Linked DNA regions of Mus musculus: regions 1, 2, 3, 4, 5 and 7 are each linked to region 6. The links are chromatin contacts, called in public Hi-C, HiChIP or PLAC-seq, Micro-C and promoter capture Hi-C maps. All regions are on one chromosome and are shown on one strand. Each heading gives the region's core, a stretch centred on a gene start, on an enhancer-like site or on the middle of the called end of the contact. The rest is flanking DNA. Distances are from core to core; before and after follow the strand shown.

What was found. Promoter capture Hi-C pulls out the DNA fragments that hold promoters and counts their contacts. Hi-C and Micro-C count contacts between places; a contact is called where the count stands out from the background. HiChIP or PLAC-seq counts read pairs in DNA pulled down with a chosen protein or histone mark.
Region 1: a contact with region 6 is called in an H3K4me3 HiChIP or PLAC-seq map of bone marrow-derived macrophages, with 4 times the contacts expected there. The contact joins the enhancer-like site here to the promoter of Kdm1a in region 6. A contact is called at or near these places in 2 of 39 promoter capture datasets (embryonic stem cells and hippocampal neurons), 4 of 484 Hi-C or Micro-C datasets (the G1E-ER4 cell line, cardiomyocytes and cerebral cortex), 3 of 115 datasets of contacts at active chromatin or transcription factors (bone marrow-derived macrophages, large pre-B cells and pro-B cells) and 1 of 9 other capture datasets (embryonic stem cells).
Region 2: an H3K4me3 HiChIP or PLAC-seq map of pro-B cells shows a contact between it and region 6, with 3 times the contacts expected there. The contact joins the promoter of Gale here to the promoter of Kdm1a in region 6. A contact is called at or near these places in 2 of 39 promoter capture datasets (hippocampal neurons and pre-B cells), 1 of 484 Hi-C or Micro-C datasets (embryonic stem cells), 4 of 115 datasets of contacts at active chromatin or transcription factors (forebrain, memory CD8 T cells, pro-B cells and 1 more) and 1 of 9 other capture datasets (pancreatic islet).
Region 3: a Micro-C map of embryonic stem cells shows a contact between it and region 6, with 4 times the contacts expected there. The contact joins the promoter of Wnt4 here to the promoter of Kdm1a in region 6. A contact is called at or near these places in 1 of 39 promoter capture datasets (liver) and 1 of 484 Hi-C or Micro-C datasets (embryonic stem cells).
Region 4: a contact with region 6 is called in a promoter capture Hi-C map of pre-B cells, with 2.7 times the contacts expected there. The contact joins the promoter of Pnrc2 here to the promoter of Kdm1a in region 6. A contact is called at or near these places in 1 of 39 promoter capture datasets (pre-B cells) and 1 of 115 datasets of contacts at active chromatin or transcription factors (microglia).
Region 5: an H3K27ac HiChIP or PLAC-seq map of microglia shows a contact between it and region 6, with 6 times the contacts expected there. The contact joins the promoter of Hspg2 here to the promoter of Kdm1a in region 6. A contact is called at or near these places in 2 of 39 promoter capture datasets (both in liver) and 2 of 115 datasets of contacts at active chromatin or transcription factors (extraembryonic endoderm stem cells and microglia).
Region 7: a Hi-C map of CD4 T cells shows a contact between it and region 6, with 6 times the contacts expected there. The contact joins the promoter of Srsf10 here to the promoter of Kdm1a in region 6. A contact is called at or near these places in 1 of 484 Hi-C or Micro-C datasets (CD4 T cells) and 2 of 115 datasets of contacts at active chromatin or transcription factors (bone marrow-derived macrophages and pancreatic cancer cells).

What each region holds. Positions count from the first base shown.
Region 1 is chr4:136,069,770-136,073,643 of GRCm38.p6, forward strand. No RefSeq gene overlaps it. Among named protein-coding and RNA genes, the nearest start is that of Rpl11, 18 kb to the left of the region's middle. Within about 2 kb of position 1,757, at least 86 of the 459 cell types and tissues checked have an H3K27ac peak or open chromatin away from gene starts, as enhancers often do. A contact at or near this core is called in bone marrow-derived macrophages and cerebral cortex, where this site is marked.
Region 2 is chr4:135,961,816-135,965,303 of GRCm38.p6, forward strand. Gale (galactose-4-epimerase, UDP) reads left to right here and starts at 1,910. Exons shown (of 11, transcript NM_001356493.1): 1 at 1,910-1,973. Hmgcl (3-hydroxy-3-methylglutaryl-Coenzyme A lyase) reads left to right here. Exons shown (of 9, transcript NM_008254.3): 9 at 294-853. The coding sequence ends at 395.
Region 3 is chr4:137,276,297-137,279,810 of GRCm38.p6, forward strand. Wnt4 (wingless-type MMTV integration site family, member 4) reads left to right here and starts at 1,339. Exons shown (of 5, transcript NM_009523.2): 1 at 1,339-1,460. The coding sequence starts at 1,384.
Region 4 is chr4:135,872,376-135,876,242 of GRCm38.p6, forward strand. Pnrc2 (proline-rich nuclear receptor coactivator 2) reads right to left here and starts at 1,471. Exons shown (of 3, transcript NM_026383.3): 1 at 1,299-1,471; 2 at 520-724; 3 at 1-79. The coding sequence starts at 61.
Region 5 is chr4:137,467,336-137,471,042 of GRCm38.p6, forward strand. Hspg2 (perlecan (heparan sulfate proteoglycan 2)) reads left to right here and starts at 1,468. Exons shown (of 97, transcript NM_008305.3): 1 at 1,468-1,589. The coding sequence starts at 1,527.
Region 6 is chr4:136,601,125-136,604,812 of GRCm38.p6, forward strand. It overlaps Kdm1a (lysine (K)-specific demethylase 1A), which reads right to left and starts at 1,599. Exons shown (of 20, transcript NM_001347221.1): 1 at 1,108-1,599. The coding sequence starts at 1,461.
Region 7 is chr4:135,854,772-135,858,077 of GRCm38.p6, forward strand. Srsf10 (serine and arginine-rich splicing factor 10) reads left to right here and starts at 1,300. Exons shown (of 6, transcript NM_001080387.2): 1 at 1,300-1,520. The coding sequence starts at 1,456.

The sequences.
Region 1 (3,874 bases), core at 507-3,006, 530 kb before region 6:
AGCTCCAAAGGATCCTATCTATCTATCTATCTATCTACACATGTATATTCATACACACACACACACACACACACACACACACACACACACACACACAGTTTGAGAGGGACCCTGGGCAGCATAACAAACTCCCTGGGATTGACTTGGTGGTCCCAGGAAACCTGGGTCTTTCTCTACTCGTCTGGGTCATTTTTGAGAAGTCCCTCGATCTCCGCGTTGGAAAGATGACAGCTAGACAACTGGTCCTGACTACAAGCCTCTGGGCAATGCTGGAAGGGAGGAAACTGCCAGGGGAGCCACGTCTAGAAGTCAGCGCTTCCCTCCTCCTGCCAACTCCACGTTTCCGCCAGCAGGAGGCACCAGCGAAGCGCCAGCGCGGGGTTCGCACGGGAACCTCTACAAGGACTTGTTCGTTTGCTGCAGCAAGGAAGTCAGAGAGCCCAAGCTCTGGAGCGACAGCCCTGGACTGCACCTCATTCTCCGCCTCTGTCCTTTAATGCTCGTGAGACTGGGTAGTCTGCTTGACCCCTCTGAGTCTCACATTCCCCGTGTGGGAAGTGAGGCTGGCCCTGAGAGGGATATTTGCTCCAAATTTAGAGGTTGAGGCAGACAGTCTTCTGGCACAAGAGTCTGCTCAGTTCAGATTCACCACAGCCCAACAGTGAGGCCAGGCTCCTCCAGCCAGGTGCCTGGTTTCTCCCTCACTCTCCATCTGGAATGTTCGCCCTTTCTGGAATCATAGCCTCTAAAACATTTAGACTCCATGTCTCCTCGCCTCCCGTTGCATTAAAAAAACAGAGAAAAAAAGAAAAAGATAACAAAGTAGAACTTATAGAACACACTTGCTTATTCTAAGCATGCAATTACATGATTTTCAGTAAGTTTACCAAGCTGGGCTCAAGATTTGGTTGACCAAAATCCTTTTATTTCAGGCTGGGTGTGGTGGCACACACCGGGTAATCCTAGCACTGGGGAAGGTGGGGGTAGCAGAGCAGGCCAAGGTTAGCCTGGGCTACACGGGCAGTTTGAGGCTAGCCACAGAACTTTTATTCAGCTGCTCCTGGAGCCCAGTGCTTGGCCACCCTCATGGGCTCACCACACTCATCACCAACCAGGGTCTTTCCGGTCCCTTCCTTCCTTTCCCATCTCCGGCCTCTCCACAACGTGGTTCCATCTTCTCCTGAGTGCTCTATCAGGACCCGACCAAAGGTTTGCTGAGTGAATCTAGCTAGGGACCGCCTAGAGCCTGCTGCCCTGGCCTTATCCTCCTGTCTTGTCGTCCCTCCAAATACACACATATTATGGTCTCTCCCCACCCCCGCCCTTCCCCCACTGGTTTTTCTCTTCCCCTTCTCCTCTCAAGATAACACCTGTGACCTCATCCCCCTCCTCCTAAGAATGTGCTCTCTGCTCTGCTGCAATGAGATCCAGGTCCTCCCCGCAGCTGAGATCAGTGGCTCTTAGGCTTCAGTCCCGGCCAATCCCCTCCTTTACTTAGCCAGCCTTCCCGTATGCAAGCGAAGGAGGGGCGTGACGCTCTGGTTGATAGGCAGGTGAGAGTTCAGCCTGGCTGGATCCACCACCTTCCCTCTCTCTGCCTCAGTTCCCTGGCCTGTAAAGTGACCATGACAACAACACGGAGCGCAGGGTGAAAGGTCTGAGCATTACGTGAAGATGAAGGCACAAGCTTGGTGCAGCGCAGAACTCAAGCCTAGCAAGCATCCAGCGCTATAAAGCACTACCATCAGGTGGGCAGACTGTCATTCCATGTATGTCCACCAGGGGCGCTCTGACCCACTTCACAAGATCCAGGGAAGTGGCTCCACAAGACTGCTAAATCTGCTTTCATTTGACCTTCAATATGTGATGTGTGTCACCACACTGTGCCTTCTCAACCCTCTTCTTGCTTCCCAGTCACATGACGCACGGGGGCGGAGGGCTAAAGGATATCAGTCCCCTACCTCCTTCAAACGCTGCCTGAGAGAGAGAGGCTGACAGTGTCCTGTTCTTGTGTACCCTGTGGCCCCCACGACACATGCTAGTGGCTTGGCGAAGCATGGATATTTCCTTATGTGTCCCTCATTATTCTCTCTCTTGCCAGTCCCCAAGTTCAAGACCACGATCCAGTTCTGTGTTTGAAGACTGACCTCTGCCCTGCTTTATCCTAGAGCTTCATAGGGGGCAGGAATGTGCCTAGATGCATCATTTTTCCTCATCTTCTCAAGATTGAGATTTCAGTCGTGCAGTAGTGGCACACGCCTTTAATCCCAGCACTTGGGAGGCAGAGGCAGGCAGGTTTCTGAGTTCGAGGCCAGCCTGGTCTACAGAGTGAGTTCCAGGACAGCTGGAGTAACCCTGTCTCAAAAAAAAAACAAAACAAAATAAAATATAAAATGATATTTCATATGTTCCTATGGACATGCTGATGTGTTGTGATAAAATACTAACAATAGTACCGTCAGTGTGTAATATACTTTTATATACTTTATTATATACTTTTATGGTCCAGTATGTAGGAGATGGAGGGAGAAGATCAAGAATTCAGGGTCATTCTTGACTACATGGAATTTGATATCAGTTTGAGTTACGCAAGCACAGCAGTAATAGAGACTGAAGAGATGGCTCAGTGCTTTAGAGCGCTGGCTGCACTTCCAGTGGGTTCTGGATTGTATTCCCAGCACCCACATAACAGCTCACAACTCTCTGTACCTCCAGTCCCAGGAGATCAGAAGCCCTCTTCTGACCTCCACAGGTACCAGGCATATGCGGTGCACAGACATACATGCAAGCAAAACATACACACACATAAAAAAATAGCTCTTAAAAAAATTAAAAAGCTGGACAGTGGTAGCATACGCCTTTAATCCCAGCACTCAGGAGGCAGAAGCAGGCAGATTTCTGAGTTTGAAGCCAGCCTTGTCTACAGAGTGAGTTCCAGGACAGCCTGGGCTACACAGAGAAACCCTGTCTTGAAACTGCCCCACCCCAAGTAATAAGAAAACAATACTTTAAAATAACAATGGTAGGGACAGATGTGGTGGCTCAGATCTTTAATCCCAACACCCAAGATACAGAGTCTCAGTGAGTTTGAAGCCAGTCTGGTCTGCATAGTGAGTTTCAGCACAACCAGGGCCACACATAGGAACCCTGTCTTGAAAAATTAGGCAGGGGTGGGAAGGGACAAGAATAAGGACCAGAATTTGACCCCAGATCTGAAGAGACAGAGGCAAGAAGATCTCTGAAGCCCAGCCAGTTGGAGTGCTTACTATGGAAGCATGGGGACTGGCGTTCAGATCCCCGCACCTATGTAAAAACCAGTGTGTACCCGTATGCGCACCTGCAACCCCAGGACTATGGGGAGAAGAGACAAAGGCCTCTCTGGGGCTCGGTGACCAAAAGCTGAGCTCCAGGCGCAATGAGAGACCTTGTCTCAAAGGGAAAACACTAGACAGTGATAGGGCAGGCCTGATGTCCCCCTCTGGCCTCCACACACCTACACATGTGTGTGTGTGTGATGGGTGTGTCTGTGCACACACACACACACAGTTATGGAACAAACCATTGAAAACTCTTTTCAAAGGACACGGTGGCACATAACTCTAATCCCAGCATTCAAGAGTCAGAAGCAGGAGGATCTCTGAGCTTGAAGCCAGCCTGGTCTACAGAGCAAGTTCTAGTACAACCAGGACCACACAGAGAAACCCTCTCTCAGAAAACAAAACAAAACAAAACAAAATCCTGCTCAAGGACAACCTAGCGCGTGCCAACCAAGCAGCTTCTTGGCTGTTCATTCATCCAGCACCAGGAGGTATTCTGCTATGACCAGGAAGTACTCTGGATAAGAGAGAACAAGATAAAAAGACATCTTTGGGGG
Region 2 (3,488 bases), core at 660-3,159, 640 kb before region 6:
TAGTAGGTGAGACCTTCTCTAGCATTAGCAATGGTCTGGGGACAGTCTCAGCACAGGGAAAGAGACACAAAGGCCAACGAATGGACATCACAGTTCCTGTGGGGCAGGCTGGACCCTGAACATGGAGATGGGACACCACTAATAAGGTCCCTTCCACAAACCGCCTGCTGGAGACAGCCCCAGACAGTGGTCACAACTGTTGCAGGAGGGGCCTGTTTGCTGTCATCTTCCCCTTCCCATGTCAACAGCTGTCTATGGTCTGTTTGCCTTACTTTATTCCTTACTTCTTCAAGGGTGTGAACCTCCAGAAACTTCTAGAAGCTGGGGACTTCATCTGTCAAGCCCTTAACAGAAAAACTAGTTCCAAAGTGGCACAGGCCACCTGCAAGCTCTGAGACCCTCGTTCGCCTGAACCAGAACGGAGGGAATTGGGTGTATACAATGATTCCTGGATGAAGAGATGGAATGAGAGCAAATGAGCCGGCATCACAGAGGTCCCTGTCCCTGATGATAAGGGCTAGAGCTGCCTGGCCTGGGCCAGCTCCCCAGAGCTGTGCCTAAGCACTTGCTTGGGATGGCCCTGGGTGAGTCTGCCTGCCAACAGAGCTGATGTCCACCGCCGCAGGGCCTTTGTTCTACCTCTGAGGACAGAGAGCAGTTTCCCCTTATGCCAGCAGAGCATTTGCTGGAATGGTGGGGGTTGATCTGCATCTGTGGTCATCTGCCAACGAAATCTCCACTCTGTGTGTGATTTTTTTGAAAACAGCTTATGTAATTAAAGGTTTAATTTTCTAATATAACATTCAAACGTGTGTTTATGGGTGGAGGAGTAAAATTGCTCTGAGGGAAGAGGGAAGGTTTTGTGGCTGGTTCATCTTTGGATCTCTTCCATCGCCACACCCAAGCCCCCAGACCACTGACTGGAAATCATTGCTGTGGGGAACACCCTAGGACTCGCTTCTGAGAACGTGCCTGTTTCCAGAGCAGGAAGATAGATCAGGAAGATAGATCTCTTACTGGTCTGGAACTAGCTAAGGAGACTAGGCTGGCTGGCCAGTGAACCCCAGGGATCCATCTGTATCTGCTTCCAGTGAGATAACAAACTTCCACAATGGTCAACTTGACAGTATTATTATTATTATTATTATTATTATTTATTCACGCGCTAGCTATCTTCAGCTTCCCTTTTCATAAACTCACTGAAATTCTGCTGGGCCTGAAGACCTGTACTACCAGGAAAGATTTAGCTTCATTTATGTATTTGTGAGAGAATGCCAGCTATGTATGGTATGTGCAACGGAGGTCAGAAGCGGGCATGGCATCCTATGTAATGAGAGGCGGTAGGTATGTGGGTGCCAGAAACAGGACTCGGGGCCTCTGCAGGAGCAGCCTCCCGAATGCTGGGATTAAAGGCGTGTGCCACCACCGCCCGGTCCCGCTTTGTATCTTAAACCGAGACAAAAGTGTCTTGAGTCCCTATACGGGGGCAGGTGCGCAAACACAGCTTTGGGGGAGGGAGGCAGCGGCTCAGCGATGGGCACAGCAATTGCTACTGTGAATGTCAAGGTTCCTTCGCCATCGCGGGTTTCTTCCCACGTGAACTTGGACGCAGCCCGGGCCAGCCATGTCCTCCAACTGGAGCTGCCCGACCAAGGGTTTGACACAAACAGTGGCTCTGAGTGGAGGGACTAGAAAGGGCCCAGTCCCGACCTTGTTTCTCCTCAACAGCCCGCCGGTAACCGGATGGCGTCCGCACCCCTCATTTCCGCCCTCGATGGAAGCGCACTGCGCAGGCGTTTAAAGCCTGTGCAGACCATTTGTCCCTCCAGGGTTGCCGTCCAGGCAGTAACCCAGTACACACGTTTCCTGGAGGGCGTGGAGGGGCGGGGTCGGGCTGGGCTGTCAGGTCTTAAAGGGGCCGCGGCGCTGGTCGCGGGAGGCGGTGCCTGGAGTCAGCGCTGGAGCTTCCGCAGGTTCGGCCGGTAGAATGAAGGGCTTAGTGAGCTCGGAAGGGCCAATGCTTGGTGGGGAGCGAGGAGGTTCCAAGAGGGTCGGTTCGTGTTCGGAACAGGGCCAGGCTCACCCCTTCTGCTCGCGTTTTCCGCAACCGTAGCGGGGGCCACCCGAGCCCATTCATTCGGGGCTCGGCTCCCCGCTCCTGCTCCCAGCCCAGACCCGAAGTCCAGAGCTAAGCTCCGCCTCGCCCAGGCTGCTGAGACCCAGCATCCGCTCTCCTGCCTTGTACAGACAGGGAAAACTGAGGAGGGGACCGCTGACCAAGGTCATCCCCTAGTCCGGAGCGGAGCGACCTCAGAGCAGCCTTTCTGCCACCAGAGTCCCCTCAGCGACCGCCTCCCCGCGTCTTCGCGCAATGCGGGAGCTGCAGGGAGTCGCGGGGCATAGTCTCGGGGATCCCCCTTAGTCAGTTCTTATTGCTGTGTGACCCCAGGCCGACTGCCTCTGGGCTCAGACCCTAGTACCCAGGGCTGGTAGAAACACCTGCCACATCCAGATGTTGGGAAAATAACGCACAAGTGCGGGGTAGTGATTCTGGGTCGCACTGGACGCCCCGTCCAGTGGGCTGCAGCAGAATAACCCCAGCAGAAACTTGAGGCAGCTCGGAGAAAGACGGCAGCGAGCCAGGTCGTGAAAATGAAAGGCCTCACTGTGTGGACTGCCTCTCTGTCCGCCCAGCAGTTTGCTCAGGGTGGGGATGCACACCTGGCAGCGGAGAGCGAGCCAAATCCACGTCGACACCGGCTCACTTGGTGCTGCCCTCCTTGGGCGGGATCTGTGGCTCCAAGTCAGCTGGGCCAAAGCTGAGCTATTGGCTGCCCCAGGGTGGGGTGAAGCCCTACCCACTCCAGGGCTGTTGGCACTGCAGCCTCTGAGCTGGGCACAGCCTTCCTGGCTAAGGACCCCACCCTTGAGGCCATTTGGCGTTCTTACTGCTTCCTCCCAACTGACCTTCCAGGGGAAGGGTTGTTGGAGCACTAGATGTTAGTCATCAAACCCAGGAACCTTTTGCTCCGGGGAAAAGGTGTCAGTTTACAGGGACAGGTCCCTTTTTCTGTATCCTAGCCTCCCATTCTTAAGCGATGTTCTTCTGCCCGAGACTGTCCATACTCCAGACATGGAGGCAGGAAGGGTGGGTCTTCAAAAGGCCCATCTTCCCACCCTCTGTCAACAGGAACTAGACAGCATGGTGTGTCTGATGTCCTACATATGCAGGTGGCAGACCTTTAAACTGCTTCATTGGGCCCTCCTAATACATGGGGTGTGTACAATAATTAGTTCTAGAGGTGAAAACTGTGCCCTAGAGAGAGTTCAAAACGTCAGCCCCTACAGCCAGAAACTGGTAGTTAGCTAGTTAGACCCAGGGCTGATTCTGGAACCTCTCCTTAAACTAGGGCTCACCCCTACATCCTCCAAGATGAAGGTAGGGGTCGAGCATCCAGTTGGAGTGAGGCCCTGAGCAGGAAGCCTCG
Region 3 (3,514 bases), core at 89-2,588, 670 kb after region 6:
AGCCAAACTCACATAGAGAAAACAGTTGGTTCTGGAAGGGCAGAGGCCAGGTCATTTTCTCTCCCCCTTGCTTTTAGTGAGATTGAGTAGGGTCTCTGGGCTTTCGTGTCCTGTTTAGACAGAGTTCCTCTAGCTCAGTGGGATGTAGCCTCAGGCAGGGCCAGAGTCTGGGCTCTATCAGTGACCTGGAGAGGGTGTGGCCCAGCCATGGCAAGTAACTATTAACACGGAATTGAGCTTCAGCACCAGCCAGGCATGGGTTTTTAAGCAATATCTCCACTCCATTCATTCACTCCACAAACGTGTCACCCACCCACTCTGTGCCAGACACCAAGCTAAGGGTTGAATCTGCCTGACGTGGGAGAAGTAATAAAAGAATCGAACAGAAACCCAAGCAGACAGCAAAGATTGGTTCCTGTGCTAAAAGGAAGCCTCCACAGCCTTCCAGTTCCTAAGCAGAAGGTCTACACAGAAAGGCAAGGGGTTCGCTCAAAACCTCGCTGCCTGGAGCGCGCCAGAACTCAGGGCGATCCAGAAGCGAGGTTTCGGATTCCCGGAGTCTCAGGCCACTGTCCCAAGCTGCCCGAAGTAGAGAGGCCCCTGTCCAGCTCCGGGAAGGCTGGAGGGAGGTGAGTGCTAGGGAGGGGCCGGACCACAGAACGCGGGGGCCTGAGGGCGGGGAGGGGTCCGGTGGGGACAGCCGGGCGGCACCCCAGCCTGGTGCGCCCTGAGCGCGAGCGACTGGGTGCGCGCGAGTAGCAGCCGCTCTCGCTCCGGTGGCTCCGCCGGGGTCGGCCGGGGATCCCGGCTCCCAGGCGCCGGCGGGGGGCCGCGGGGCGCGGCCAGGGCGGCGCTGCAGTGCCCGCAGCGGCGGGCTGGGGGAGCTGTGCCCGCTCGTCCCTAAGGCCCCGGGCGGGGACCCAGCAGCTGGGTCGCCGCGCCTCTAGCTCGGCCCAACTGGGCGGCGTGCGGCCAAGCGTGCCTGCAGCAGCGGGGCTGAGGCTCCGAGCGCGTCCGGGCGCCGGGCCGGGGAGGCCCCCCAGGAGAAGCCCAGTCCCGCGGGCTCAGGACCGCCCCCGTGGGGGGGGGGTTGTCCCACGCCGCTGGACCCGCCCAGGTAACCCCATCCTCGGCCCGCCCCCGGCCCGCCCCGCCGGCCGCCCGCCCGCCTCCGCCGCCACCGCCGCATCCCGGCTCTGGGGCGGCGCTGACAGTCGGGTCCGCCGGGCAGCGGGCGCAGCAGCGGGCGGCGCGGCCGGCTGCTCGGAGGCTGAGCCCCGCCGCGCGCCCCGGCCCGGCGCCCCAGCCCGTCCGCGCGGCGCCCACCTGCCGCCCCGACGGGAGCCTTGCGGCCGCTGCCCCGGGCTGGGCGCGCACGGCACCATGAGCCCCCGTTCGTGCCTGCGGTCCCTGCGACTCCTCGTCTTCGCCGTGTTCTCGGCCGCCGCGAGCAATTGGCTGTAAGTCGGGCCGGGGACCGGGCGGGCGGGGCGGGTCCCGGGGCCACAGGCGCAGGGGGCTCCCGGCAGGTGTCTCAGCCGTGGGACCCGAGGATCGCGCTCCCGCCGGTTCCTCCTGCCGGCCACCACCACTGTCCGGTCTTCCCTCTGGAGGTCCCGGGACCCCTGCTGCCCCAGTCCGGCTCGGGGTAGCAGGGCTGGCAGTGCGTCTGCACCGGGAGGCTCCTTTGGGTGCTCGAGGGCGCGCGGGGGTGCGAGCGCGGGGCGGTGGCCCGGGAACGGAGCGAGGCGCAAACCGGCGGGCTGACAGGTCTCCGAGGGAAAGCGTCCCGAGCATAATAGCAGGTTAACCGCGAGGAGTCTGGGCGCGAGCTCCTCGCGCTGCGCTGCGCCGCGCCGCGCTGCGGGCTGAGCTGGAGGCGTGCAGAGACCTGTTTCTGCTTGGGGGGCGGGAGCCAAACATAGAAGTCCAGGACCGGGGCGCCGAGCCTCTGAGAGCCCGCAGGCTGGCTCTGGCTGCTCCTCGCTGTTCCCTGAGGCAGGAAGAAACTTCTCCCAACCTTTAATAAAGAAGGCGACAACCCCCATCCACCTCTAAGGGTCTTGCCTAAGAAGGAAGGGGGTGGTAACCACTGGTGACCTGTGTGTCTCTCCCTGACTGGGTCTGCGCTCGGGAGGATCCCTGGGAAGGCGAGCTAAAGAGCTAGTGACTAAGAGAACAAGGAACCAGCTTTTAGACTCCTTCATCCCTCCTCAGTGGCACTTCCTATGGCCCAGGCTTAACCCTGGCCCCAACTTCTCCTGCCCAGAGCTCTGCAGCCTTCCACTGTGGGCAGCCAGTGGGGAGCCAAGCTCCTGTATTGATCTGAAAAGCATGAGGTGGGAAGGGGGGATAGCCAACAGTGTAGCTGGGGTTTCCATGGAGACAGTGGGAAAGGAAAAATTCTCTCTGCATCAAGACCAAAGAACAAATATCTCCCATGAAATTGCCCTGAGTGTCCAATGGCTGTTGCTATGAGGTCATTGTGGCCAGCCAGGGCCCTGGAGACTGGAAAGGAGTGTGTTCGTTGGGGTCAGAGCCACCCAGAGCTTGGGAGACTGAGGTGATGTGGAATTCTCCCAGCTGTTCCGAGAGCTCGCAATTCCTCTGAGGCCCAAAGTGGCTGCATTGTTTTTCCTGGATTCTTAATTTGATTAACACTTCAGGGGCAGTGGCAGAGTGGACAGAAACCAGGGCACAGCCACCGTCCCCTCCCCTCCCGCCCCCCACTTCTTGCAGAATGCTCCCTCCCCCAGTGAGACCTGGGTTGCAGACCTGAGAAAGCACTTTGCACTTGAAGGAGTCTGGGGTCTCTGGAGTTGCCTCTTAAATAGATAGGTTTAGAGGTCTGAGCATCAGGGGAAACTAGAAGTTCAGCTGACCTGCCCAGCACCAAGCAGTACAAAAAAAAAAAAAAAAAAAAAAAAGCCAAGGAAACAGTGAGAAGTGTGTGAGCCAGGCCTGCAGCAAACACGGAGACAGCTGCCACAGAAAGGCCCTCCGACGCTCCTGGCTCTTTAGCTCCCTTTATAGATGAGGAAAACTAAGGCCCAGGGAAGGGAGCTACTTACCAAACTGAAGACGGAACTCAGATGCTTCTGTTTCCAGACAAGGATAATCTACTTCATGCCTGAGGCTGTCCTGAAGTTGACCCAGTACACCCAGGTAGAATTGCCACCCGCCTCCAGCCATGTCCACCACGCCCCAGTCCCAGCTAGGGAGGCAGCCCCAGCTTCAGGTCTTGCAAAGCAAGGGGAATTCCAGAGCTCGGTTCTTGAGCCTTGTGCCTGCACCGTGGGGGGTGGGTAAGGGGGGGGGGCCTGGGCTTGGGGAGGTTGGCAAACCTGTTCTCTGCAACTGGGATGGTTCCTGTTGCCATGCAACCTGCCTCTAGACAACTCAGTTCACTCCTGTTCCACCAGGGCTCTAAGCCAGCTCACAGAGACAGGAGGAAGGGGCTTCCCAGGACCCTATGGAACTAGAGAGGCTCCAAACGGGAAGAGACCCCAGGCAC
Region 4 (3,867 bases), core at 221-2,720, 730 kb before region 6:
GGTTCTTACTAGCATTTCTAGATTGAGGGTCTGGAATGTTATACCTCTCTCCGCCACCCATCTTCAGCTTCTTTGTCACCTGTAAGTAAATACATGTAAACAATAAATTCCACATGTTCCTTGTGATGTTTCCATAGTTCCAGTTCTAGAAGTGTTGAAGAAAATATGACAAGATGGCATTAGGCTCGACTTCAAAACCATCTACCTCAAAAAACTAAAGTCGTGAGCTAGATACCAGTTTGTGAAATTGAAAGAAGAAAAAAATTAAAGCAAGCTCTTCTTTCATTCTTTGTACAAGCTAAAAGAAATAACCCCACACACCGAAAGCCACCCGTGGCTGGTGGGGTCTCCTATACCAGACTGGCCTCCAACTTTAAGCAGTCTTGCCCCAAACTCTGGAGTGCTGGAATTACAGGCACATAATACTGCAGCATCGCCATGCATGGCCGCTGACCTTAATAGTTTAGAATTGCTTCACTCCTAAGATAATTGGCCCCACTGTGATGGGAATCTTTATACCTTTCAGTTTGCTTTTCAGATTGAAGGATTTCCACTACTTGTCCTCTTCCTTGCTGCCAAGCCCAGGATAAGAGACGTTGCTTTCTGCTAGATCCTTTCCTTTGTCTCAGTACACAAGTTTTCATGAGCCAGTCTGCTGATTTCAGCCTAGGAGCTGAGGTCCACATCGAGTCTCCTCAGCACACAAGTTTGAGAGAAGTCCTAGCTAGAAAAGGAAAGAGAATTACTTGAAAATAACCCCAAAAAGTGATCTTTTAGACATTCTACAGAAATGGCTGTCGCTGCTTCCTCAAAGCTTCATAGATGATGTATGAGACCACGACTTTCTTTGACCTCATAAATATCAGCTTACAACTCTTGGGGGCTTACCTGCAACTCTTACCCGTTTTAAAGTGAAACTAGGACCCGCACAGCCATTTCCACATCAAGGTTCTGTTCCCAACAGCGCGCATCGTGATTTCGCCTATGACTCCGGTAACGGGTGCCATAATTTTTCACAAACCATAATAACCTTACATTCCTAAAGATCACGCCTCTAAGGGGAAAGGTTTCTCTGTTCTAATTAGCAAACACCCTCACAAGGCTGAGAAGCCTCCGACTTTGTAAGTCAGAAGGCCCGCACTCGCAGTCACCCGCACAGTGAACCTGCAAGCTCGCAGCCTCAGCCCGCGGCTCCGCTCCCAGGGAGTCGGTCGCACCCGACCGGCCTCACTTCCTCTTCAGCCAGGCCCAACAATGGTGCCCGCGATGGCCAACATGGCCGCCCCCGCCACACTCACCGACTTCGAGCGGCGGCGGCGGCGGCTCCCTCTCGACCTCCAAGCCTCCTTCCCTCTACAGGGAGAAACGATGCACGGATCTAACAGCCCACGAACGAGTCACGGATCACAACTCCGTCTGGGGACCAACCTCCTACTGCCTTTCCCGACAAAATGGAGGCCGCTGCAAGCGCGGAAGAGGACCGGAGACTGTGCAGCCAATGAGGACGCGGCAGCGCGTCCCGCGGCCAATGAGACGCCAGCCACCGCCTGTTGCTGGGGCACGCGGGGGGGGGGGGGAGTGCGGGGTGGCTGTTGTCATGGTTTGAAATCCTGCGGGAGGAGCATGTCGGGAATAACTGGCCCGCTTCGGGAGCCGCGCTGCTGGACTTTCCCCGGCTGGCGGAGGGCAGCTGCTCTTCTGCTGGCCTCTGGCAGCGGGGCCCGTACTTTACTTCCGTGACCAGACCTCTGCGCGGCGCCCGTCTTTGTTCCTGGCCCTTTCTGTCCTGCGGTCACTGGGCCAGCCCCAGAGCTGCCGTGGGTCATATTCACCCCACCCAGAGCCCGGCAACTATTTCTGCACATGACCACCTTCCTTTTTTATGTCTCCTCTGATCTAGCTTCACTTTTTTCTCGGTACCTGAGACTGTCACTACTATCAGGGCCTGCTTTTTCTATACACAGCACTTGCTGGATCCCTACACATTTTTTGGTCTTGTTTCGAAAGTGGGAAAACTAGAGAAAAGAAATATACCGCTCAAGAATGACAGCAAGGTTCGGGAAAGAAAGGAGAGATATCTTTTGTTTAAGAGAAAAAGAAAAACGTGTATCCTAGAGTCAACATTTCAAGGGTGAACACCAATTTCAGTGAATAATTCTGGGGGTAAATGTGCCAGGTGTCTTGCCTCATTCAGGCCTGTAATCACAGCTTCTCAGTTTTGAGGTCAGTTTGGAGTACATAGCAAAACCCCCATCTCAGCAAAACAAAAACGTTTCATTGGCTCCAAATTGTGATGCAAATAAGACACACACACTCACACATCTATCTATATAGCCATTGCTGTCCAGAATTAAGTTGGTCCAGAATTCTGCAAGCCTGTCCAAATGCATCTAGGGTGTTTTATCTGCTCCCTACCTCATGCTAGACTTTTGCTTATGTCATCTCATTCCAGTCTCAGCAATTTTAAGGGCAAGGTGCTATTCTGATTTCCAGTGTTCTTGGATTCAGGACATCTCAGTGGTGCCACACTTCAAAGCATAATGCTACAGTGAGTTTCAAGAGCCTGGGCTCATGTGCCCTTCTTCTCTGTGCCTAAAAGGTGCTTGACATAGAGGACACCATTACCCACATTGTCGGAAAGCTTGGGTGCCATGAAGCCTGCCTGTGTCCTGCCACCTGGCTGAGCCTGCTCTCTCCTACAAGGTCAGCGTCAGGCTGCCCTTTGGGAGAGCATGGTTCCGGCATTCACCATGTCTTAGCACTGTCTCTAGCTCATTAATAGCTACCAGTCCACAAGAGCTCCAAACTCTGGACCATGTGTAAAAAAGAATTCCTTCTTCGAAATATCACCGTCTGCCTGTCTGATTTTGTTTGGTTTGTGCATCGCATGCTTGCAGTGTCCTGGGAGGCCAAAAGAGGGTGACAGGTCCTCCGTAAGCCCTTACAGAGAGGCCTGCCTCTTCCTCTCTAGTCCTGGCACTAACCGTAAGCCCTTACAGAGAGGCCTTCCTCTTCCTCCCTAGTCCTGGCACTAACAGCATCCGCCACCATAGCCAGTGGATATTTAATTTAAAGCATTCATCTTGCCCACACTTATCTAGTGCCTGCTTTGGGAAAGAAAGAAAAAAAGAAACCTCATCTGGATCCAAAAGAAGGGAAAGCCCTTTCCTATTTGTGAGAGAAGGGAGCTGAGCTTTGGGGAAGTTTGGCCTGGTTTCTCTAGACAAATAACCTGCTCATTGCAAGGGAATTAGAAGTTAAGAAGGTGGGCTGGAGAGATGGCTCAGTGGGTAAGAGCACCCGACTGCTCTTCAAATCCCAGCAACCACGTGGTGGCTCACAACCATCCGTAACGAGAGATCTGACTCCCTCTTCTGGGGTGTCTGAAGACAACGACAGTGTACATACGAAAAATAAATAAATCTTAAGAAAAAAAGTTAAGAAGGTATAGCTTGAAGGTTTTTCCACAGAGGACTCTTAATTGTAAATTGTAAAGGGGGCAGGGACTAGAGTGGCTCACATAGAAGTTTGTAACTGCTGTGGGAAGTGCGTAATCTCTAGCCAGTGAGCCCCAAGTTCAGTTAGGGAACTCATCTCAAAGAACAAAATGAAGGGCATAGTGATAGCCCTCCTAACTCCAGCACTCTGGGAGGTGGAGGCAGGAGAATCTCAGAGGTCAGGGCCAGCCAGGCTTACTGTGATCCTGTGTCCAAAACAAAAGCAAAAAAGGAGAAGCTGGTGAGGTTGATTAGCAGGTCAAGCCACTCCCACGCCCCTCCCCCTCGAGCCTGCCAACCTGAGTTCTGGGACCTCCATGGTGGAAGGAGAGAACAAACTCCTACAACGTTTCCTATGACATCCACACCA
Region 5 (3,707 bases), core at 218-2,717, 870 kb after region 6:
TTTCCGGACAGGGCTGGCGCCATTCAGTGAACTGGGCATTTCCTTCTGTCCACAGCCCACCTAACTCCTGGCTGCAAAGTCTGCTAGGAGTTTTCTGGAACCTAGCAACTCACAGGAAACAATGGAAACTTGGGTTTGTATTTTTTTCTCCCTCTATCATCACTCAAAGGGTTTTCCTCAAAGGCACACACATACTTCAGTTATTTTTCTCTCCACCCATTAGCCTGGGGCTTCCTGGAAATTTTCAGTCAAAAAAAGGGGACCCTGGGTAGGTGGTAAAGACACACCCCAGCTCCAGGCTTGTGTGTCTGCCCCTGGGATGCAGCAGGGTTGCCTCAATGCCAGTGACTTGGCAAGAACACCTGAGACTGAGGCTCTGGAAGAGCCTTGTCTGAACCTGGGTATACAAAGTGATACATCTCTGGGACTGATGTATGTGAATCAGAGTGGGTCTATGAGTGATTCAGATCGTCTGTGGCATAGGGGTAGGAGCACCATCTTGTCCAGTATCACGCACTGGGATGAATGTGTGGAGGAAAAATGTAGAACATATAGGCTGGTGAGTGTGTGAAAAAGCACATAAGCCCTAGCACAAAATGTGTGAGGAACTGGGTGTGTGATTGGTGTGTGATCCAGACTAGAGAGAGAACTCAGTGGGAAGAGATATTTGCCACAAAGCTCTGTTACCTGAGTTGGATCCCGGAACCCACATGCTAGGAGACCATTACTTTCCAAAACACCTCTGAGCTCCACATGTGCACTGGGGCATGTATGTAGGCGCACGCGCGCGCGCGCGCGCACACACACACACACACACACACACACACACACACACACACACAGAGGTACAGAAAACAAACACAATAAATAAAAGCCACTTTATAGCTTGTTGGGATGCTTGAGTCTGTAGAAAGGTAAACAAAAAGGTAAACAGGTACATGGAGTGGATGTGAGCAGCTGAGTGCATGTGAGATCCCCCTCTCTCGAAAACTGCTGTGCACTCCGTGTGGAGCACGTGGTGTGAAGGAGCGGCGTGTGCGGAGGGCTCGAGGCCCTGCCAGGTGGCGTCTCAGTCCTATCCCACACTCCAAGCCACGTCTGGCGTGGAGCCGGTTGGGCCTCATCCCACATCGAGGGGGATTGGGGCCCAGACAAAGGCACAGTCGGCCGCGCCGCTCCTCCAGAGAGCCTAGCTCGCGGCTAGGAGGCGGGGGCCGCCGCTGAGGGGGCGGGGCCAGGTCTTGTTAGGGGCGTGGTCTATATGGTCAGGACGCGTTGCCTCGGGGGCGGAACCTGGTCTTGTGGGGTGTGGCTAAATGTTTGGAGGTGGGGCCTAGGGCTCCTGAACTTGGCGCCTCGGGGGCGGAGCCGGAGACCCGGGGGCGGGGCGTGCACGGGAGGGCGGGGACGGGAGTTGGTTGGGGGGGTGGGGGGTGGGAAAGAGGCGAGCAGTCCGAAGGACTCGGCAGGACAGCGAGCTGGTGGCTGCGGGAGGCGCCGAGCGAGCCAGCGAACGAGGCCGGGCCATGGGGCAGCGGGCAGTGGGCTCGTTGCTGCTGGGGCTGCTGCTGCACGCGCGGCTGCTAGCGGTGAGTTTGCGTGACCGAGGGCCGAGGGCGGGGGGCGCGCGCCAACTTGGCGGGGCCACCGGAGGCTGCTCGGCTGGGACTCTGGCCCGGGACGGCCGCGCCCGCGAAGGACCCTGGGCTGGCACTGGCCAGCGCCACCCTTGCAGCGTGGGGCTTTCCTAGGGGACGTCCCAGGGATCCAGCGTGGAGGTCAGGGGCCGTCCCCGCAAGCGTGGAAATCGGAGGGTCGCCGGCCACGTTGTTCAGGCTCAAAGTCGCCTCTGGGCATGGCCCGGCCTGCAGTTCTGGCGTGTGGGGGGGCTGACGGAGAAACTTCTAGCAGGGTGGGAACTTGGCAGGACAAGGGTATTCCTTTCTGCTGCCAACTTGGCAGAAGGGGCAGTTCATGGTGATGGGTACCCTGTCAGTCGTCGCTGGAACTTTACCATGCTATCCTCTGGGGGGAGATTATGATCAGGCAGTCAAAAGTTAAAACTTGGAACAAAACTAAGCCTTGTGTGGAGCACCCCATGGACCCTGGAGTTTTCTAAGCCATAAGCTAAATCAATCACTGCGTTGCACTGAGCCTCCGTGAGACCTGCAGAGAGCTAGTTAACCTCTGGGAGGTAGTCCCACGTGGGTAAAGGGAACTCAGAATGGGAAGCCTCAGGGCAGAATGGGCCTGGATGGAATGAGTGCTGGGTGCAGCGCTTACTACAAGCCAGCCCAAGAGCAGCTGAGAGTCCCCAGGATTCTTCCACCACCTCCCAAGTGGGATGCTGTGTGTGCTCCTTCAGTTCTGCCCTTACCCTGAGCTCACAAGGGGCCACAAGGAGGAGAAGGGAACTCTTGAGTCAGGAATCCTAAGACCTGGAAGGCACTTGGCAGGAGAGGCCCAGAGGACCTGAGTGACCTCACGGAGGACAGGGTGGAGTTGATGGACCCGGCAGGCAGAGGGTGGAAGATGAGGGTGGGGTACCTCTGGGCCCTGCTGTGGTGAGCCACAGAGCCCAGGTGCTCCTAGACAGTCTCTATCCCTGTTCCCTGTTCTTGGAGCCAAGAGGGTGACTTTTCCAACTAGGCCAGTGTTTACCCAGTGACTGCTTCTCTGTCCTTGCCTGGCTGGCTCTCTATCACCTCTGCCCTCTTGAGTCACTCCTTAACCGCCCACCAGGCTTGACCCTTTTCTGTTTCTGCCACACCCACGTAGCACCTCTCCTCCCCACCCTCTACAGAGCAGCCTTCTCCTCTAACCTTCTGTCTGGCCTCTCACCCCAACACTCAACTGCAGGGCACTGCGGTTGCTCCCCATTCAGCCTGAACTTGTAACTCCTAAGACCGATGTTCCCTTCCTTAAGGCAATGACCTAGACCTGGGATGCTATCTATTCCTGGTCTCCCCTCAGCTCTGCCCCCTGCTGAAGGGCTCCCTCATGTATGGGCTACACAATGGCAGGAGTGGAGGGTGGAACTGTTTGCGGAGGGCCAGAGGAATTCTACTGGAATTCCCTGACTGCCTCCACTGCCCCATTCTCTTTTTCATTCACCAAATCTTAATTGAACAGCATTCCGGGACAGCCATGGGAGTCCCCCAGGCTCATTCATTGGGAAGATACTTTCCTTACCGCTATTGTATGCTGGCCCTCGGTAGGGCTGAGGCGGGTTGGGTGAGTTGGGACACGCCCTTCGCTGCCCTCTAGGACTCAGCCTGGTGGGCCGTGATTCACTGGAGAGAAGAGCAGGCAGCCCTGAAGCTATAGGATCTTAGATGCCGCACAACAGTCACGTGGAAGTCATCGCTGACCCACCCAAGCTCAGAGTTGGCCCCCTCCCACAAAGAGCTTAGCCTCAAGGGTCTTACCGACCCAGTTAGAGTCCTAACTTTTCAAGCCTGAGGTCCACATCTGTGAAATGGGTGGAGTGTCAGGAAGAACCGTTTTCTAGCCCATGTCCCAGCAAGCCTTGCCCCACTGCCCTGGCTCTCCTCAGCCCGTCAGTTTGATTCTAGGCACAGTCAGGTGGGGGAGGGCAGCTTACCCCAGGCCGAAGAGTCTAAAGCCTCATTGGAGGCAAGGACAGTGGTCTATGATTACGCGGGGGAGTAATTTCTGTTCTGGGGATAGGATGGGACCAAGCCTGG
Region 6 (3,688 bases), core at 349-2,848:
TAGACTACTTTCTTTTTTAAAGATTTATTTATCTGAGTACACTGTAGCTGTCTTCAGACACACCAGAAGAGGGCATCAGATCCCATTACAGATGTGAGATGGTTGTGGTTGCTGGGAATTGAACTCAGGACCCCTGGAAGAGCAGTCAGCAGTCTTAACCACTGAGCCACCTCTCCAGCCCCTTAGACTACTTCTTGTATTTATTACAAACCCATATGTATTTCCAATTTCCCCATCAGATTAAGCATCTCTGGTTAAGGCTAATACTGTGCAATAAAGCCACACCAATGCTTAGCAAGGTTACTGACCCAGAGGGTTGTTTGTTTGTTTGTTTGTTTGTTTCAATATCGAATTACACCTTGTCAAAACACCAAACTCTGAAACTGCAAACCTCTTTTTACTCATTCTTAAAATGAAGCTAACAATACCAGTCCAGTGGTGTTTGGGAAAACGAAAAACGCTGGCCCTGTGCCAAATGCACCATCTGGCATACTGGGGTGTGAGACAGAGGTTATCTGTGGATAGTGTTGGATTTGATGCCAAATCTTTATCTTTATATTCGCCCCGTGTCCAACTGGTATTCTTCATTCGCTTCCACAATTTGAAAAAGTCTACCCGGGCCCCAAGAAAGCGCTGGCCTCCAGGCCTGACAACCTCAGTTCGATTCCTTAGCATGGCGGAAAGACAGGAAGGACTCAGGCGAGCTATCCTATGACCCCAACTCGCACACGCACAATAAACGATTGGTTTTTGTATATTTTATTATTTTATCTTTAAAAAAAAGAAAGAAAGAAATAAGAGTCTACGCGTACCTGGCGTACAGCAAGACCTTTCAAAAACAAAGAAAAAGTCTCTTTCTTTTCATGCAGCTTGACTCTTAGAGCATCACACCCATCTCCCCGGTGTACACAACCCAGAAGCCGTCCGCCGTCCGCACACATCAGACACACAGGTAGACAAACGCGTCGGGAAGCCATCTTTCCCAGTCAGACCATCAGGGTCACACCCTCCAGCGCCCGATACACCGGGTCCCCGCACAAAGGCCGGGCCTCCCCTCCCCCGGCCCCACTCCGGTCCCCGGGACCAGCGGTTCGATCACGGCCTCACCTTGGCCCGCTTGCGCCGGCTGGTCCGTCGGCCCTCCGGGGTCTCGGCTATTCCGGTCTCCATGGGCGTCGCGGAGCCGGGCCCGGCTGTGGGCCCCGCCTGGGGCCCAGCAGACCCCGGCGGCTCGGCTAGGCCCCCGGGCGGCGAGGCCCGCGGAGGCTCCTTCTTTCGGGGAGTGCGCTCGCCCGCCGCCCCCGTAGCCATGTCGGTGGGGCCCGTCAGGCCCGCGGGCGGCGCGGCCACCTCAGAGCCGTTCTCGGCACCGCCCGCCGCCCCGGACCCGGCCTCGGTCCCAGCAGCCGCCGCCGCCGCCGCTGCCGCTGCCGCCGCCGCCGCCTTCTTCCCAGACAACATCTCGGGCCGCCTGGCCGCCGCGGGCCGCAGGGGCCGATCGGTCTGCCGCTCCGTGGGTCCGCAGCCGCCTCGCGCCTCTCCGCCCCGCACCTCTCACGCTCCGTGCGAAGCCAAACACCCCCGCGTGCGCACGCGCCCTGCGCGCTCCCGCCGCACCAGGACAAAAAAGCAGCCGCTTGTCCCCGGCTCAAGACCAGAGAGCGACGTCCTGGAGGCTAGAGCGGCGCCGCAGCTCCGATCGCGAGGCTGACCTAGAGCGCCCCCTGCGATTGGGAGTGCGACCCAGCATATCCGCCTGACTTCGGGTTCTGAGCCCGACCGTTTTCATCAAGGACTCTCAATATTCACCCCATACACTAGTCACTTCAACTAATAACATTCACTCTCCCTGCAGGACAAGGGGTGGATTATGGAATTCCGGCTTTCAGAGGGCTTACTACCTAATTGAGACAGGGGAACACTCTGAAGTACAACTTAATTAATGATCACTTAATTATCCTGTGCTCTGTAACTCAACCTTTAGAGCACTGGCCCAGAATGTATATGGCCCCGAGTTATCCCTAGAGCTAGGGAAACTAGCTTCATAATGGCCCTGCTTGGACTGTGGGGAAATAAAGAGTGCACGAATTTCCACGGTAATAAAATAGAGAGAAATGAGGAATTTCTGGTTTGAGTCAAAGTGGACTCGCTCTTGCCTCCAAGCCGTGTTTATTTTCTTTCTTGAGGCTGCACATGCTCGCCACCATGCCTCCTCCTCCATGCCTCTCATCTCCAGGCGCATAACACTTCTTCAACCTAGGTCAGTTCTTTCTTTTCTTTTTTTCTTTTTTGGGGAGGGGGGTGGGGGATTGGTTTTTCCGAGACAGGGTTTCTCTGTATAGCCCAGCCTGTCCTGGAACTCACTTTGTAGGCCAGACTGGCCTCTAACTCAGAAATCCACCTGCCTCTGCCTCTGCCTCCCAAGTGCTGAGATTAAAGGCATGTGCCACCACTGCCCGGCTTGGTCAGTTCTTTCTAATGTTGTGAATGTGGGTGTTTTATTCATGAGATGTTGAGATGTATAGGATGTTGGGGGGCTATGAGATATTCACCAGAGAAGAATGCAGGCATGGGTTTAAGCCAATAGAAAGTATTTACTTGGGGCCTGGGGAGATGGGGGGCTGGAGAGATGGCTCAGTGGTTAAGAGAAGTGACTGCTCTTTCAGAGGTCCTGAGTTCAATTCCCAGCAACTACATGGTGGCTCACAACCATCTGTAATGGGATCTGATGCCCTCTTCCGGTGTGTCTGAAGACAGCTACAGTGTACTTAGAAATAATAAATAAAACTTTTTTAAAAGCTTCAGTTAGCCAGAAGCAGAACTACAGAAGCCAAAAAGCAAGGTCAGTCCATTTCCCAAAACTACGGACTTAAATGGATTAAGCCTTTGTTTTAGTTTTGGCAGGTGGTACTGTCTATGTGTTAAGTTTTACAGCTTAAATGGTATTTCCACCATTGAGTTAACTGTGGTAAGATCTTTCAGCCTACTAAGATTTGGGGCCCTGTTACAGGGTTTTGCTGGTTTGTTTAATTCTTCCAAGGTGATGAAGTTGAACACAGAACAGCAGGAGGAAGGTTGCTGGAGGAAACTCCATACCTTGATCGGGGTGATGCTTACAGAGGTGTGAGTATTCACTAAAATTCACTGAACTCTGTGAACAAAATAGACTTTAAAAACAAAAACAAAAAAAAACTAGGCCTGAAGGTGGTGGTGCACGACTTTAATCCCAGCACTTGGGAGGCAGAGGCAGGCAGATCTCTGAATTCGGGGCCACCCTGGTGGTCTACAGAGCAAGTTCCAGGCTGACCAGGGCTACACAGAGAAACATTATCTCAAAAAACAAACCAAAAAGCAAAAACAGTACGCAGGAAGAAAAAAAAAATGTGTTCACAGGACCACGTATGTCCCATGTGTGAAGTATGTTTTCATGGTCACAATTAACAAAATTGGTGAGTGTGGTAGAATTATATTGAGGGGTTGGAGAAAGCTTTGTGAGGAAGAGAAGAGAGCAGTTTAGAGAAGAGTTCGTAATGTAAGGAAGTCTAGGGCTAAATCCTGCTCTTCCATCATAAGCAGGTGATATGATATATGGTGTAAAAGATGTGAGCGTATTACTCTCCCGTCCCCCTGGCTGCAACTGTTCTGCTCCCTGCCTCGATGGATTTGAACTAGCTTAAAACAGTTCAAG
Region 7 (3,306 bases), core at 50-2,549, 750 kb before region 6:
GTGGTCAAGGGGTGTTGGACTTCTTGCTTTTCTTCTTGGTCATACTCTCATTCTCTCCGCAGTCCTCATGTTTACCAGAGACTGTGTGATGTATGTGAGGGAAGTGATGTGTGCATCTTCTCACTCATAAGTTTGAACTCCGTAGATATTAACGCATATAAGCCATATTTAAAAACAGGGCGCTGGGCAGTGGTGGCGCACGCCTTTGATCCCAGCACTTGGGAGGCACAGGCAGGTGGATTTCTGAGTTCGAGGCCAGCCTGGTCTACAAAGTGAGTTCCAGGACAGCCAGGGCTGTACAGAGAAACCCTGTCTCGAAAAGCAAGCAAACAAACAAACAAACAAAAAACCACACACACAAAAACAATAATAAAAATCTAAGTGTATTGCCCACTTGTGTATGGGTGCCCTAGGAGGCCAAAGAGGGAACTAGTAACAAAGCACTGAGCCCGCTCCCTCAACGTGGGGAATAGAGGGGAGGAGGCGCTAGAGAGAGGGAGGGGAGGGAGAAGAGAGGAGAAAAAAGGAGAGGGAGAAAAGCAAACCAGCTAGCCAAGGTTTTTTTGTAGCTGGGGAGTCCCATGATGAGGACTGAAAGTTGGAGGGGGACTGGAGCAAGAGGGGGACGATGGGCCGGGGTGAGTGGGCAGTGTCTGTCTTAGGGTGCAGGCAGGTCTGTGGGAAGAAACTTGGCTAGCAAATCCAAGGACCTAGATTGGATCCCCAGAAAACAACAAAGAGACAAACACCACCTCTTCAAGGCTGGAAAAGGGGTTCAGGCACCTTGCATGTGAGCAACAGAGACAAGGACAGCAGGGCCCGGGTCTCACGGGGAGGGAATTGCGTGCCTAGGTGACGCGGATGTGCAGCAAAGGCAGAGAGTTGCACGCACGGCACGCCGAAAGCTCTGCCCCTCCCCCAAACCCCACAAAGAATCTCTAAGTTCCTCTCTCTGGCCAGAGATCTGATAAGAAGCCCAGGCGCAACTCCGAACAGCGGATTCCGGAGCAGCCTCTAGCTGGCTCCGAGGCTCCCGAGCCCGGTCATGGTAGTTTAACCCGAGCGCTCGCCGAGAGGAGGAGGGATGGCGGGCTCGGCCGGGCGGGAAAGGGCGGGAAAGCGCAGCGCTAAAGAAAGAAAGAGGGGGAGGGGAGGAGCCCGCGCCTGGAGCCAATGAACGGCAGCGAGGCCGCGGTGCGCGCGTCAGGCCGGCGGCGCGCGCACGCCCAGAGATCTCGCGGGAAAAAGCCGTTGTCCCCCTCCGCCGGTGCTGCGGGGCGGGAGGTGGGAGGGGGCCTGGAGGCGGGAGCCAAGTCTCGCGAGAAGAGGCAGTTGCCGTAGCGGAGCCCTCTGGGTCTGTGCGAGTGTGGTGTGAGTGGATGTGAGCCGCCGCCGGAGCTGCGGACGGTTTGCCCGAGCCCGTTAGCGCCGCCGGCCCAGAGTCCCGCCGCCACCATGTCCCGATACCTGCGCCCCCCTAACACGTCTCTGTTCGTCAGGAACGTGGCGGACGACACCAGGTGAGCGCACCGGAGCAGCTACTGCGCGGGGGAGGGAGGCCGCGGGCGCCCGGCGAGCGGCGGCCGTGGCGCGGGGGAGGGGCGGGGCGAAGATGGCGGGGCCCGCGCCGGCTCTAGGCCGCGCCGCCGGCCTGCAGGAGCAAGGGCGGACACCGGGCCGAGCGCTGGCGAGCGAGCAGGCGTGAGGGCCGCGTGGCGGGCATTCGGGGGCCCCGTCCTCCCCCGCGTGCTCGGCGGCTGGGCCGAGCCGGCGGGCCGGACGTGTGTGTCCCTCATGGATCCGACGTCCACGTTCCATGAGGTGCACGCCCCCCTCGGCCTGAAAGGGATTTTTGTTGTTGAAAACGGGAAAAGGGTTGCCAGGCGGGGCGGCCCAGGCCAGCACTCGGGGAAGCCGAGGCGGGAGGATCGGCGCGAGTCGGAGGTCAGCTCGGGCTACGAAGTCAGAAGATGGAAAAGATGCGAGTGGGATAACGGGATAGCGGAGGGGAGGGTTTGCAGCTCCATCTCCCCCATCTGTGTGGATGGTGATGAGTGGATTCGAGATTGCTGTGGGGGAGAGGAGTCGTGGAGATTGGGGCGAGTGTAACAATTTTTCGGTTAAATGGAGTGATCCACGTGTTTTCGCGGAAATCTCTTTGAAAACGAGGTGCTGGAGAGACCGCTCCCGTTAGGGACCTTCGTGATTAACTTGGGTGAACGGAGGCGGTACTTTTAATAAAAGTCCGCCTTGTCTCCGGGCGTAGCCCCAGCACTCAGAAGACGGGTCTGGGAGTTCGAGTCTCGCCTGGTAAAGGGCTTTGTTTTCACAGCTTGTCCTTTGCTTTGAATTGCCTTCGGAATTTTTCAGAAGAGATTTTTATCACAGGATTACTCTTCGTGTTCGTACAAAATAAACTCCGAAGAAAAACTGAGGTTTTGGGTTTTTCTTGTTTTGTGGAGTTTTGTATCCTCTTTGTCATTACGCATAAAACAAAAGTGGTTAATTAACGACTTAAAAATTTTTCCATTTTGTCGTTTTAATACTTAAGTATGAAGTATGTAGATACTGTGATGGTTTTATTTCAGATTTTTAATGGCTGACCCTGTTGAACAATTTTAGCGTAAGCGGGGATGTGATGGGAATGCTTAATGCTGGAAATTGGGTTCCAAACCAACTTGACTAGAATGAGACCTGCCTTAAAACAAATATACAATACTTTTCAGAATGCTAGAATATTTGATGATTGTTTTTGCCATTTATTCGTTTTTTTTTAAAGACAGTTTCTTTGTAGCCTTGGCTGACCTGGAACTTGCTCTGTAGACAGGTTAGCAAAAATCCTCCTGCCTTTGCCTCCCAGAGTGCTGAGAATAAAGGTGTTCACCACCAGCAGCAGTCTTTCAGTTTTTAAAAAAGTTGAAGACATGCCCTTTATGAACAGTGAAGACCCGGGTTTGTTTGTTTTGGTTTTTCGAGACAGTTTCTCTGTAGCCCTGGCTGTCAAGGACTCACTTTGTAGACCAGGCTGGCCTCGAACTCAGAAATCCCCGTGCCTCTGCCTCTGAAGTGCTGGGATCAAAGGCGTGCGCTTTTTTTTTTTTTTTTTTTTTTTTTTTGGCAGGGTCTCACTGACCCTGATTTATCTGGAACTCCCAGATCCCTCTACCTCTGATTTCACAGTGGTGGATTTAAAGTTGAGCTGCCTTTGTATGGTGTAATCCCCATCCCGAGATGCATTGTTTATCTTTGGATTTTCAGAACAGAGTTTCTCCATGTAACTAACCCTAGGTGTCCTGGAACTTCCTC